2 separate regions of the Sus scrofa genome follow, and region 1 is linked to region 2. The links are chromatin contacts, called in public HiChIP or PLAC-seq maps. All regions are on one chromosome and are shown on one strand. The core of a region is the stretch at or near the end of the contact, and the rest is flanking DNA. Distances in the headings are between cores, read along the strand shown.

Region 1 (6,137 bases), core at 3,451-5,950, 47 kb after region 2:
TCCACAGTCACAAAGAGTAACTTGTAACAGAATGTTTGTTCACTAATTTGTAATCCTTCTGCAATATTATCAGTGTTTATGAAATAGGAGAAACTGAGGTAACCTGGATAACAACTGTTCTTATTCCCTAGTCCAATCAAACACCAACTGCACCTGTAACTCCTGATACACTGTTCCACAGCCCTTCTATCTCCCAGTGAAAGTACCATTCTCAGGAACTATGGCGACACCCCATGTAGGAGGATGAATTGAGACCCTCAAACCAGGTGGCTGTCCTAACGGCCAGAATCTCTCAAATTCAAACTGTCATGGGCCTTCTTTTAAAGAGAAGAAATAATTATTTAACCTCCAACAATACCAGTCCACCTCAGTCTACAGTTGAAGTGTCCAAGAAAAGTAAAGAGTAGACTGAATGTTTATAAATTTGCTTCTAGAGGTCCTTGGCCATTTAAAGAAATCAAATTCATAAGGCTGGTAAAATCTAGTTTTTCATACGGCATACACTTGAAATAAAAAATACCTTAAATTAAATACTCTATATGTATGTATGTATCTTACCAAAAGGCATAATAAATTAAAAATGTTTTAATTTTGGAGTTCCCATTGTAGCTCAGCAAGTTAAGAACCCAACCCTCTATGAGGACTTGGATTTGATCCCTGGACTCACTCAGTGGTTTAAGGATCCAGTGTTGCCGCAAGCAGCATAGGACACAGATGCAGCTAAGATCTGGTGTGGCTGTGGCTGTGGCTGTGGCATGAGTCTCAGCTGCAGCTCCGATACAACCCCTAGCCCAGGAACTTCCATATGCCACAGGTGCAGCCGTAAAGAAAAAAAATCTGACATAAATCCCATCCACAGCAATGACCTCATACCAAAGAGCAACTTAAAGAAACATCAGCTTTAAATTCTGCAAACATGAAGAGCCTCACCTGATTAGTCGTTCTCTGAATTATATGGAAAAAGGAACAATTCTCTTAATTGCTATACAAAAACTGCTGAGCAAAAGACCACATAAGGAGTTCCTGTCGTGGTACAGCGGAAATGAATCCGACTGGGAACCATGAGGTTGAGGGTTCAATCCCTGGCTTCACTCAGTGGGTTGAGGATCCAGCGTTGCTGTGAGCTATGGTGTAGGTCACAGACGAGGCTTGGATCTGGCATGGCTGTGGAATAGGCCATTGGCTACAGCTCTGATTCAACCCCTAGCCTGGGAACCTTCATGTGCTGCAGGTGCGGCCCTGAAAGACAAAAAGACCAATAAATAAATAAATAAATAATTTTTTTTTTTTTAAAGAGAGCAAGGTGTCATTCAAACATCTAAAATAGGGACCAATGATGGTATTAAAAGGTAAAATTAGGTACTTACGGAAAAATGCATATTGGCATAATCAGAATAAGGCTGTCACATGAGTAGTTCTCTTATGTGACAGTGGGTTAAGGATCCAGCATTTTCAATGCAGGGGCTTGGATCGCTGCTGTGGCGTGGGTTTGATCCCTGGCCAGGGAACTTACACCTGTCTCAGGTGCAGCCAAAATACAACAAGACTGTCACATGAAACAAAAGAAGAAAAGTGTCTTCTGATACTATTTTTAGGACTGATGACTCAAATAGAGCTTGGTTTACAAAATCTGTCCTTGTTCTTGTCATTGTATGTTTCACCCATAAAAGTCCGGAATCCCTTAATTTCAATTCCAAAATCCAAAGGGCTATAAAAAAGTTTCTCATTATTTATTTGGTGACAAATCCTGATGTGAAATGACATGAGGCTATTTATGGTTTTTACTGCAGTTCCTGTGAACAGTCTGACATTTTACTGCAGAAATAATAATGCAGCTGCTGCCCTACACCTCTCTGGGATATTAGATGACATATAGAACATGCACCATACTCCTTTTCTAAAATCCAAAAAATTCTCAATTCAGAAGCACATTTGGCCTCAAGAACTTTTTTATTTTGATCCCAAGGTACTGTAGGCTGGTACAGTAATTAAGATTAAATCTTATACAGAAAATATAACTAATACAGAGACTGAATGGGTAGATTTTCACAAGCAATAAATTCAATGTCTTAACTATTAACACAGACAATCCCATAAAAATAAAGCATTATAAAGACTTCTAACAAATGTCAAAAACCGAACACACCATTACATGTTTTTCAAGTGATGGTGATATCTGCATCATCCAATACCTAGATCAATTCCTCTTAGGTTGAAATCCACTCATTTTGTTGTTGTTGCCTTTTTATGGCCTCACCCAAGGCATATGGAAGTTCAGGCTAGGGGTTGAATTGGAGCTGTAGCTGCTGACCCACACCACAGCCACAGCAACATGGGATCCGAGTCGCGTCTGCAACCTACACCACAGCTCACGGCAACATCGGATCCTTAACCCACTGAGAGAGGCCAGGGATTGAACCTGCGTCCTCGTGGATACTAGTCAGGTTCATTACAGCTGAGCCACAGGGGAACTCCTGCAATTCACTAATTTAAATCAGTTTTTTAAAAAAAGAAACCCAAAGACCACAACTGGTAATTATGTTGAGAAAAAGAATCATCTACTGATAAGTAACGTATTCACTAAGGTGTTCTGATTTTTTTTCATTAAATCAGACGGTTTAAGATTTAAAATTCTTTCATTCTAGAATACAACTTCTGAACATTGAACAAATTACAATTGACTTTTTCCATGAAAGCAGAGCCTCAGACGGGACAGTAACAGGGACAGTCTAAAGGTATTTCAACGGGAAGAGGAGTTTCAGAGTTCTTTCCTTCCTTCCTCCTTCAGTTGCTGCTTTTCTGGTTTTAGAATTTCAAACAAAGAAATACATATTGGCTCCACTGCTAAGAAACGCCCTCTTTCTCAGCAACTTCCTCTTCCAATTTTCTTCCCTACCACTGACATATGAGTACAATACACACTGCCGTCCTACCATTTTGATTAACCAAAAGCTCTGAGGCTTGGAAAAATTTCGGGCTGCAATTTATAGTACCCACTCTAGGTCCACAATTTTCATCATCTAGAAGTCAAATAACAGGAAGCACAAATAAAGGAGCATTTCACTTAATCAAGAGTCCGGCTACTGAAACTTTCACCCTGGCAATCAAAAGAAATTTGCACTAACAAATACGGAATTTCATCCATCCCAGGAAAACGTGGCCTTTTTGGGGAAAAGAAAAAGTTACTAGCCTGGCATCAACTCTGAATTGAGAATCAAGTCTATGCACCAATAGTTGGTGAACTTTCTTGTACAGGCCACACAGCAAGGATTCAAACTGAGTTTGCTGAGGTTCTGACACACTTCAATGTGACTTTTACAATTTAGAAATGGTCCTTTTCAACTCACAGGCTGAACAAAGGGTTACAATTTACTGTCTAGAGATCAAGACCCAGCCTGTCCCCATGCCAGAATTCAAGTAACTCAACTATACTTCAGTAAAATGAATTTTTTTTTCAAAAGTCAGTTCAAGTGTCTAGGACCCGACCTCTCCCCCAATGTGTGACAAAGCAAACTTCCTTTAAGTGGACAGTGAATTCTCCCTGGCTCAATGATTCTCAAAGGAAACACCTTCGTGTTGGTAAGCATTGCACTTTACTGTGTGACCTTGGGCAAGTTACTTAACTCCTCTGAAATTTAAGTTTCCTTATGTGCAAATTCTCAAGGGTAGCTGTAAAAATTAAATAAGAACATATGCCTAAACCAGGTATGACACATAGTAGGAGCACCATAAATGTTCCCCTTCCTCCTCCTAGTCCACCTGAACTCTTTTGGGCCTAAATTTCAATCAAAACCCCAAGAGGCTCCAAGGATTCCTTCCTCTTCTGTCTCTATGGAGACCTATATAAAACTTCCCCATCTCAAAGGCTCTAGGATCCTGGAGGACCAAGACAAGCACACTCCACCCCACTATAATCTGGGTTTACCCAGACCCTTCCTGGATGGGCCCCCGGAGCCAACTCTTCTCCTTACTCTGCAGACCATCCTGTAGACAGACAGACAGACACACACACACACACACACACACCTCCCTGCCACTCTGCAACTTAGGCCTAAAATCTCAAAAAGCACCTCAGTGCCTTCAGGGCCCTGAGATGGAAACTGAGGCTCCACCTGGGGAAGAACTTGCCCAATATCTCGGACAATGTCTGGGATCCAACTCTTGCACATCTGCCTGCAAAGGCTTCGCTTTACAAATGGGGGAAATGAGGCCCAGAGAGGGAAGTGACTTGCCCAAGGTCATACAACGAGTTGGTGGCAGAGCCAAGTCAGCTTGGGGCACTTCTCAGCTTCACAGGCCCCTCCAAGCCCACGAGGGGATCTCCGGGACACCTCCTCCTGGGGGAGGGAGGAGTGTACGGCAAGACACTACCCCGCGTTGCCGCTCCCCCGGCCTCTGCCGGTCCGCGACAGGAGGCGCGGCACCCACTCCCCCGAGACACAGAGCGGCTTGGGAGGGGCGGCCAGGTCGGCCCGGCGCCTCTGGGCCGGGCCCGCCCGCAGGGACTTGTTGCTCACCTTGTATCGTGCGGTCGCCCTCAGAGACGGAGGGGCTGGCCGGCCGCCTTTCTCTGCACGGGGTCTGCTCTCGCAGGCCGCCCCGCCGGCTGCCACACAGCCAGACCCCCCCCCTCAGCGCGCTACGCCCCCAGCCGCGATCACCCGGCACGCGTCCGCCATTACGCGATTCCCCGCCCTGGGATGCGGCCACACCCCGCCAACCGCCCTGATTGGTTCTCTGCCCCACCCGCCGGGGGCTTCCGGGTATTCCATTGGCCCGAGTGGAATGTCAGTTAAATAGCTACGCAAACGACGTACTCAATAGTACAGTCCCGGGAGCTCCACCCGAGCTACTTCCGCAATCGGAGTAAACAGCAAGGGGCAAACCAAATGAAGTGGGGGTGGATTTTAAACTTAAAAAAATTCCTAAATTCGAAGTAGGAGAGTCCCACCTAAGAAAATGTAAAACCTTGTAAAAGTGTATCAAATGGCTAATCCTCTTTGTTAGAGTTCAAAGAGCCAGAATCTCTGGTGGAAGGAAGGGGCCAGGCCCATGAACTTTCTGTAGCCACCCCTCAAGTTGCAGATATTTTTGACACTTTCCTCCGGGTCTCCCGCGGGGCAGAAAAAAGGGTGGGGAGAGTGAGTCATAGACTCCAGCCCGCTGCTAAGGGATTCATCCGGGGCGAGGCCCGGGGTCCTGTGACTGGGAGCTGGTTCTGAAAGGCCAGGGTCAGGTGAGTTGGACCCTGGTTCAGCCGCCACCTCACTCTGTTACCTCAGACAACTCTGAACTTATCTGGGTCTCAGTTTGTCCTTCCGCAAAATAGGAGTAGTCATGTCTGCCTCGTGTTCTAGAGTGCTTGTTAAGGATTCATGCATGAATGGGAATATGTGTGTCTTATCGATTATAAAAGGTTGCTGGCTGGATATCGAGATGACAAATTAACAGGTTAGCAAAGGAACCTCATTTAGGTATTCTGGAGCAACTGTGTAAGGCAGATACTGTCCTCGGTTTGCAGAAGTGAAAACGGAAAACTCCATGACTTACCCTGAGTCACCCAGAGGATATGAAACGACCTTGGGACTCAAACCTGTATCTTTTGGCTTCCATTCATGTATTTCTCCCTTCTGGGACTGGTGTCTCCTGAAAAAGACTTCCCTCCCCAACATCGTAGCATTCCAGGGAGGGTCTTGAAGATGCCTGGCCAGTCTCCCATCTCTCTGGCTACCATAGACTTAGGCACAGTCCACCCCCCAGCTATTGTTAATCACCAAGGTTCCTGGGAAAAGTGATCCTAGGGGTGCACATGAGCTGTTTCTGGGGTCCTCAGAAGCAGGAAGTGAGCCAGGGATGAAAGAGATGACAGATGGGTCAGCTAAGGCAGAATCCCAAACAAAGGGAGTTCCCTTTGTGGCTTAGTGATTAACGAACCTGACTAGGATCCATGAGGATGAAGGTTCAATCCTTAGCTTCACTTAGTGGGTTAAGGATCCGGTGTTGTCATGAGCTGTGGTGTAGGCCGCAGATGCAGCTTGGATCCCGTGTTGCTGTGGCTATGGCTGTGGCAGTGGCTGCAGCTCGGATTTGACCCATAGCCTGGGAACTTCCATATGCCACGGGTGCGGCCCTAAAAA
Region 2 (5,941 bases), core at 26-2,525:
TATATGAGAGTAGTTTCTCTTCAGAGGTTAGGAGTTCCCTAGTACCATCTTCTGGATGACCAGCTATGAGAAGAGATTCCTAGCCTATAAGATGTTGAGAGGTCACAATGGATGACTTCTACAACACTTTCTAAATCATAATGATTTAAATCTCACTCTGGGCTTCAGTTTCCTCATGTGCAAAATAAAGGAACTAAACTAGATGATCTTTAAGTAAGGTTCTAAAATTCCTGGATTTGCTTCTACCTAAGTTGCCATAACCTCCTCACTTGGCCAACAGCCACTTGTATTCTGAACACAAGGCCAGATACACGTCTAGAGCCGGTAGAGAGGGGATGGATCATGGCCATAAATCAAACCTTGCTCCAAATCGAGATTCATCTAGTTACCAAGACCGGCAGGATCCAGAATGGTAAAAGGGACATTCCAGACAGAGCCCTTTGCACTCTGGGGCCTCCCAAAGCAATCTGGGAGTTGGCTACCCAAAGAAATCCAAAGGCAAGACTGGCTTTGGACCAGCTCCAGATATCCAGCCAGACTCAGCAGCAACCTCCATCTTTACCCCTGGATACTTTCAGCCTAAGGGACTTGAGAATGAATCCGAGAATAAATAAAAGATTTCAGGCATCCCTTCCTAGTCATGGCCTGGAAGTATACTGACCAGTCTAGACCGCCAGTAGCAAGATGGGATTCATGCTTTGAACTGGAAACAGGATAAGGTGTTCTTTGAGGTCCCTTCAAACAGTTAAGATTCTACAAATCTGTATATCTGAAGTTACCATGGAATATTTATATATCACACTTGGTCAGTGTAAAGCCAAAAGGAGACTTCTTCATGTAGCCTACACTCTGAACTCAACTCTGTTCCAAACAGCCTGCAGCAGGAGTGAGGTGAGGTGAGATGTAGGGGTTGGGAGGGTGGAAGAAGGTGATAAAGGAAGGCTGCATGTGAGAGAGCAGATGCACTCATCTGTACACTACCCTCTGAATTCCTGTTATTTCCAGGACAGAAGGCAGATGACTGCTCATTCTGGCAGTGGTATTCATTACTAGCTGTTTATTATAAACAAATAAACAAACTTTCATTAAGAGCCAAGGTCACTGATAACACCTGCAGATTTCTACGGTCACATCCAAAAGCAAGTATATCTGAGCTACAGCAATAACCATAACAACAGAAATGCTTCTCAAGGCAGTTCCTCTTTGAAACATACCCCCAAAACGCTGATCAGCAGTAGCAGGGGATGAGAACATGTGGGGATAGTGTGTGTGTGTGTGGCAATTAGGACTTCTGCTTTCACTTCAGCATTTCCCAGTTGTACAATATATAAGAGGAGCTCTGCTCTTATCAAGAGAGAAATCTATGTTAAAGAGTATGCATTCCATAGGGGTTCAAAAATCTCAAATGCAAAGTCAAATAATTATTTGACTTCAAAACAACAGACAACACAATCTAAGTGTCTATTAAAGGGTTTAAAGAGTATGAATTTACTGCTACCTATAGCAGTCCTCACTATCATGCAACAATCACAAGGAGGAATGCCTCATTATAGACCTAAGCACCCACCCACTTCCTACTGAAATATAGGGAAGGGCTGAACCTACAACTATAACCAGACTCCTTCCAGACACAAGAAATTAGTGACAAATCAGTTTAGGTCACTAGAGTAATGTCCAAGAGAGCTAGCAAGACAAATGGAACTCCTAGGGTGGACAGAGAAAAGTATCTGGCTGGGAGAACCAAGAAAAAAAAAAAGCTTACTTGTGACCTAAAACCAGGGGAAATTTCCAGTTTCATAAAGGAACGACACCAGCTATGGACCTACATTCAATAAATGTAAAGGTCCTTCTTGTCCTAATTCGGTTTTGGGAAAGTAGCCCAGAGAAAGAGGACTTCTAAACTATAGTGTCTTACTCCCTGAACACACTGTACATCTATCAAGGACTACTCACATCCGGTAATTTCCTAACTTTCCATTATCTTTTGGGGGCAATACCACCTTTTGTTCTTACTTTTATTACTCTTCAGGCTCTTCACAGCTCTTCTCCTAAAGCTAAAACTGGGGGATAACTTTTACCTTCAAAACTGGTTTCTTCTATTATCAACCATTCCATAGAAAATTGCCTTTAATTTTTTTTTTTTTTTTTTGCTTTTTAGGGCCACATCCACTGAGAGAGGCCAGGGATCGAACCAGCAACCTCATGGTTGCTAGTCAGATTCGTTTCCGCTGTACCACGACGGGAACGCCCCAAAATTGCCTTTTAAATGGCCAAAATTAAGCTCACTTTTTTTTTAGTAGGATCCATCTGGTTATCCAAAAGAAAATACACTTAACCTGTGAGTCAGAAACCTGGATTCTAGTTCTTAACCTAATGATAACTAGCATTTGAGAAAAAACTTTCCTTTTTTTATATGATTTTTATTTTTTTCATTATAGTTGATTTACAGTGTTCTGTCAATTTCTACTGTACAGCAAAGTGGCCCAGTCATATATATATATATATATATATATATATATATTCTTTTTCTCACATTATCCTCCATCATGTTCCATCACAAGTGACTAGATAATAGTTCCCTGTGCTAAATAGCAGAATCACATTCCTTATCCATTCCAAATGCAACAGTTTTGCATTAACCCCAAACTCCCAGTCTATCCCACTCCCTCCCCTTCCCCCTTGGCAACCACAAGTCTGTTCTCTAAGTCCATGAGTTTCTTTTCTGTGGAAACTCATCTTTCTAGTTCAGCTTTGAGGTGACTTAAAAAAAAAAAAATGCTTGAGAGATGCTAGGAAACTAAGATTTTGTTTGCAAAGTATTCTGAGCTCAACAACAAAGGATTTATTCATGCAAAATATTTCCTGTGTCTTCCATCTTTGCCTAAGTTCCTTGGTATGTATCCACTTAAATTATAATGTTATCACTGATGACTTTCAGTCACAGACATATTTTACTTTCCCAATCTAATGCCAATTTCTAGCAATACCTACTTTATCAAAGTGGAATGGTTTGAAACACTCCAAACTGGAGCTCTCGTTGCTGCTCAGAGGTTAAGAACTCGACATAGTGTCTGTGAGGATGAGGGCTAGATCCCTGGCCTCACTCAGTGAGTTACGAATCCATCATTGTCTCAAGCTCCAGTGTAGGTCACAGATGCGGCCCAGATCCACTCTTGCCATGGCTGTGCTAGGCCTCAGCTGCAGCTCTGATTTGGCCCCTAGCCTGGGAACTTCCATATGCCACAGGTGTGGCTGTAAAAAAAAAGAAAAAAGAATGAAATACTACAAACTATCAATCTGAAAGGCTTTTTTTTTTAAGAGCCGCATGTGCATAAGATATGGAAGCAACAGCCAAGATATGGAAGCAATTCAACTGCTCTTCAACAGATGAATGGATAAAGATGTGGTATGCTCACGCACACGTACACACACACACACACACACACACACACACTGGACTACTACTCAGCCGTAAAATAAAACAATGAAATCTTGCCATCTGCAACAACATGGATGGATCTAGAGGGTATTATGTTCAGCGCAATAAGTCAGACAGAGAGACAAATACTACATGATTTCACTTATTGTGGAATCTAAAAAACAAATGAACAAACATAACTAACAAAATTATGGATACAGAAAACAAATAGGTGGTGGCAAGAGAGGAAAGGGAAAGAAATGGGTGAAGATTAAGAGGTACCAACTTTGGAGTTCCTGTCATGGCTCAATGGTAACAAACCTGACTAGGATCTATGACGATGTGGGTTTGATCCCTGGCCTCAATCAGTGGGTTATGAATCCAGCATTGCTATGAGCTGTGGTGCAGGTCACAGATCCAGCTTGGATTTGGCGTTGCTGTGGCTGTAGTGAAGGCTGGCGGCTGCAGCTCCTTTTCAACCCCTGGTCTGAGAACTTCTATATTCCTCAAGTGTGGCCCTAAAAAGCAACAAAGAAAAGAAAAGAATCCAACTGCGGCAGGTTGCTGCTGAGGCACAGATTTGATCCTCAGCCCAGAGCAGTGAGTTATAGGATCTGAAATTGCTGCAGCTATGGTGCAGATTGCAACTGTGGCTTGGATTCAGTCCCTGCCCTGGGAACTTCCATTTGCCATGGGTACAGCCATTATAAAAAAAAGAGGTACCAACTTCCAGTCAGGGGGTTCTCATCAAACACAAAGATTTTTTTCTATTTCTTTAATTTTATATTTATATGAAATGATGGATGTCAAATCATTATGCTGGGGAGTTCCCACTGTGGCTCAGTGGTAACGAACTCAACTAGTATCCATGAGGATGCACGTTCAATACTTGGCTCTGCTCAGTGCGTTAAGGATCTGCCATTGCCACAAGCTGTGGTATCGGTTGCAGATGCAGCTTGGATCTGGTGTTGCTATAGCTGTGGTGCAGGCAGGCAGCTGTAGCTCTTACTCGACCCCTAGCCTGGAAACTTCCACATGCCAAGGGTACAGCCCTAAAAGACACACAGACACAAAAAAATTATGCTGCATACCTTAAATGTATACAGTGATACACGTCAACTATATTTCAATAAAACTGGAAAAGGAAGTTCCCATTGTGGCTCAGCAGCATCCAACCCAACTAGTATCCATGAGGACGCAGGTTCTATCCCTGGCCTCGCTCAGTGGATTAAGGATCTGGGTTGCTGTGAATCATGGTGTAGGTTGCAGATGCGGCTCAGATCTGGCATTGCTGTGGCTGTGGTATAGGCTGGCAGTTGCAGCTGTGACTGGACCCCTAGGCTGGAAACTTCCATATGCCCGAGAATGTGGCCCTAAAAAGAGCACCCTCCCAAAAAGGCTAACTTTTACTAATTAGATAAATATAAATTATCAATGATTTTACTGAGAAGTGAAGAAATCTTATTCCTAACATTTGTGGGTACTTACTACCAGATTCCTTTCAGCTATAGTCATCGACTAAGCGTTAAATTTACATAGGAGTTTAACATGAAAATCACCTTTAACAAAGCAAAAATATTAAACCTCAACCAATCACAACATTATTAGAAATGTGTCAATAACTCACATAAGCCCTAATAACACATTCTTTAAGAGCTTCCTTTATTTATAGCCAATGATAGAAGTGTAATCTCTGGTTGGTCAAGGCCAAAAATCTGAGATAAGAGGACAGAACGCACAAAATGTATTCCTCTCCAAGTACCTGGGCTTGAGTAGCTGGGAAGCCAAACCTGGGTGTGTGCTACCATACGGGAACCCACAGTGGTATTTATGGAAAAGTGTCTAATCCCAGTTTTCTACCTTACCCTGGGATGGAGAAAATGGAGCTAGGCTGGTACTTTTCTTTCCTGGTTCTTGCAAGCAGCAGTGACTAGGTTAAGCTCCCTACGGACAAGGCACTGGAGCACCCACTGGTGGATTAGATACAGAAGAAAGTCTGAAAACGAGGAAGGAAGGACATGTTCAAGGCTGAATCATACATCAGGCACCGAGTAAGCCTCATTTCATCCTGTTGGCTCTCTAACCATGCATTTTTATCTTATGATGCTTCTCTTCATATTTCAAGCTTCCTTCTGCAATAGCTACTCCCTCTCTGGGGTGGGAAGGCCAAAAAAGAAACCAGTTTTACACAAATGAGAAAAGTCAGAGAAAAAAAGGTTACAGAGGAACAAAACAAAAAAGGAAATTCAGCAAAATGTTTTGCTGACAGCTAAGGGCAATACACAAACACACTGTGTGGTCATGGAGCAGACAGGAGCAGTAGTCCTGGATGTGACTGTTAATAAGCTAGCTTAACTGAGGAGAGAGATGTAGCAATCACAACTACTTCTGAACACCAGGGACTGGAATTATGGAGCAAACCGCCATGAAATTCCATATCAACTATTCTATTCTGCCAGCTATAATAAGAATTTATTCCTGAAAAAGTGTCATACCCTCATCTGTCACTAACGGCCAAGCCAC

What was found. HiChIP or PLAC-seq counts read pairs in DNA pulled down with a chosen protein or histone mark.
Region 1: an H3K27ac HiChIP or PLAC-seq map of alveolar macrophages shows a contact between it and region 2. The contact joins the promoter of WASF2 here to the enhancer-like site in region 2. A contact is called at or near these places in 18 of 47 Hi-C or Micro-C datasets (adipocytes, alveolar macrophages, blood and 13 more) and 2 of 2 datasets of contacts at active chromatin or transcription factors (alveolar macrophages and skeletal muscle).

The regions. Positions count from the first base shown.
Region 1 is chr6:84,692,728-84,698,864 of Sscrofa11.1, forward strand. It overlaps WASF2 (WAS protein family member 2), which reads right to left and starts at 4,701. Exons shown (of 9, transcript NM_001258444.1): 1 at 4,518-4,701. LOC102165025 (a long non-coding RNA gene) reads left to right here and starts at 5,083. Exons shown (of 2, transcript XR_298616.3): 1 at 5,083-5,236.
Region 2 is chr6:84,649,511-84,655,451 of Sscrofa11.1, forward strand. The region is part of intron 1 of WASF2 (WAS protein family member 2); the gene reads right to left. Among named protein-coding and RNA genes, the nearest start is that of GPR3, 42 kb to the left of the region's middle. Within about 2 kb of position 1,276, at least 9 of the 83 cell types and tissues checked have an H3K27ac peak or open chromatin away from gene starts, as enhancers often do. A contact at or near this core is called in alveolar macrophages and retroperitoneal adipose tissue, where this site is marked.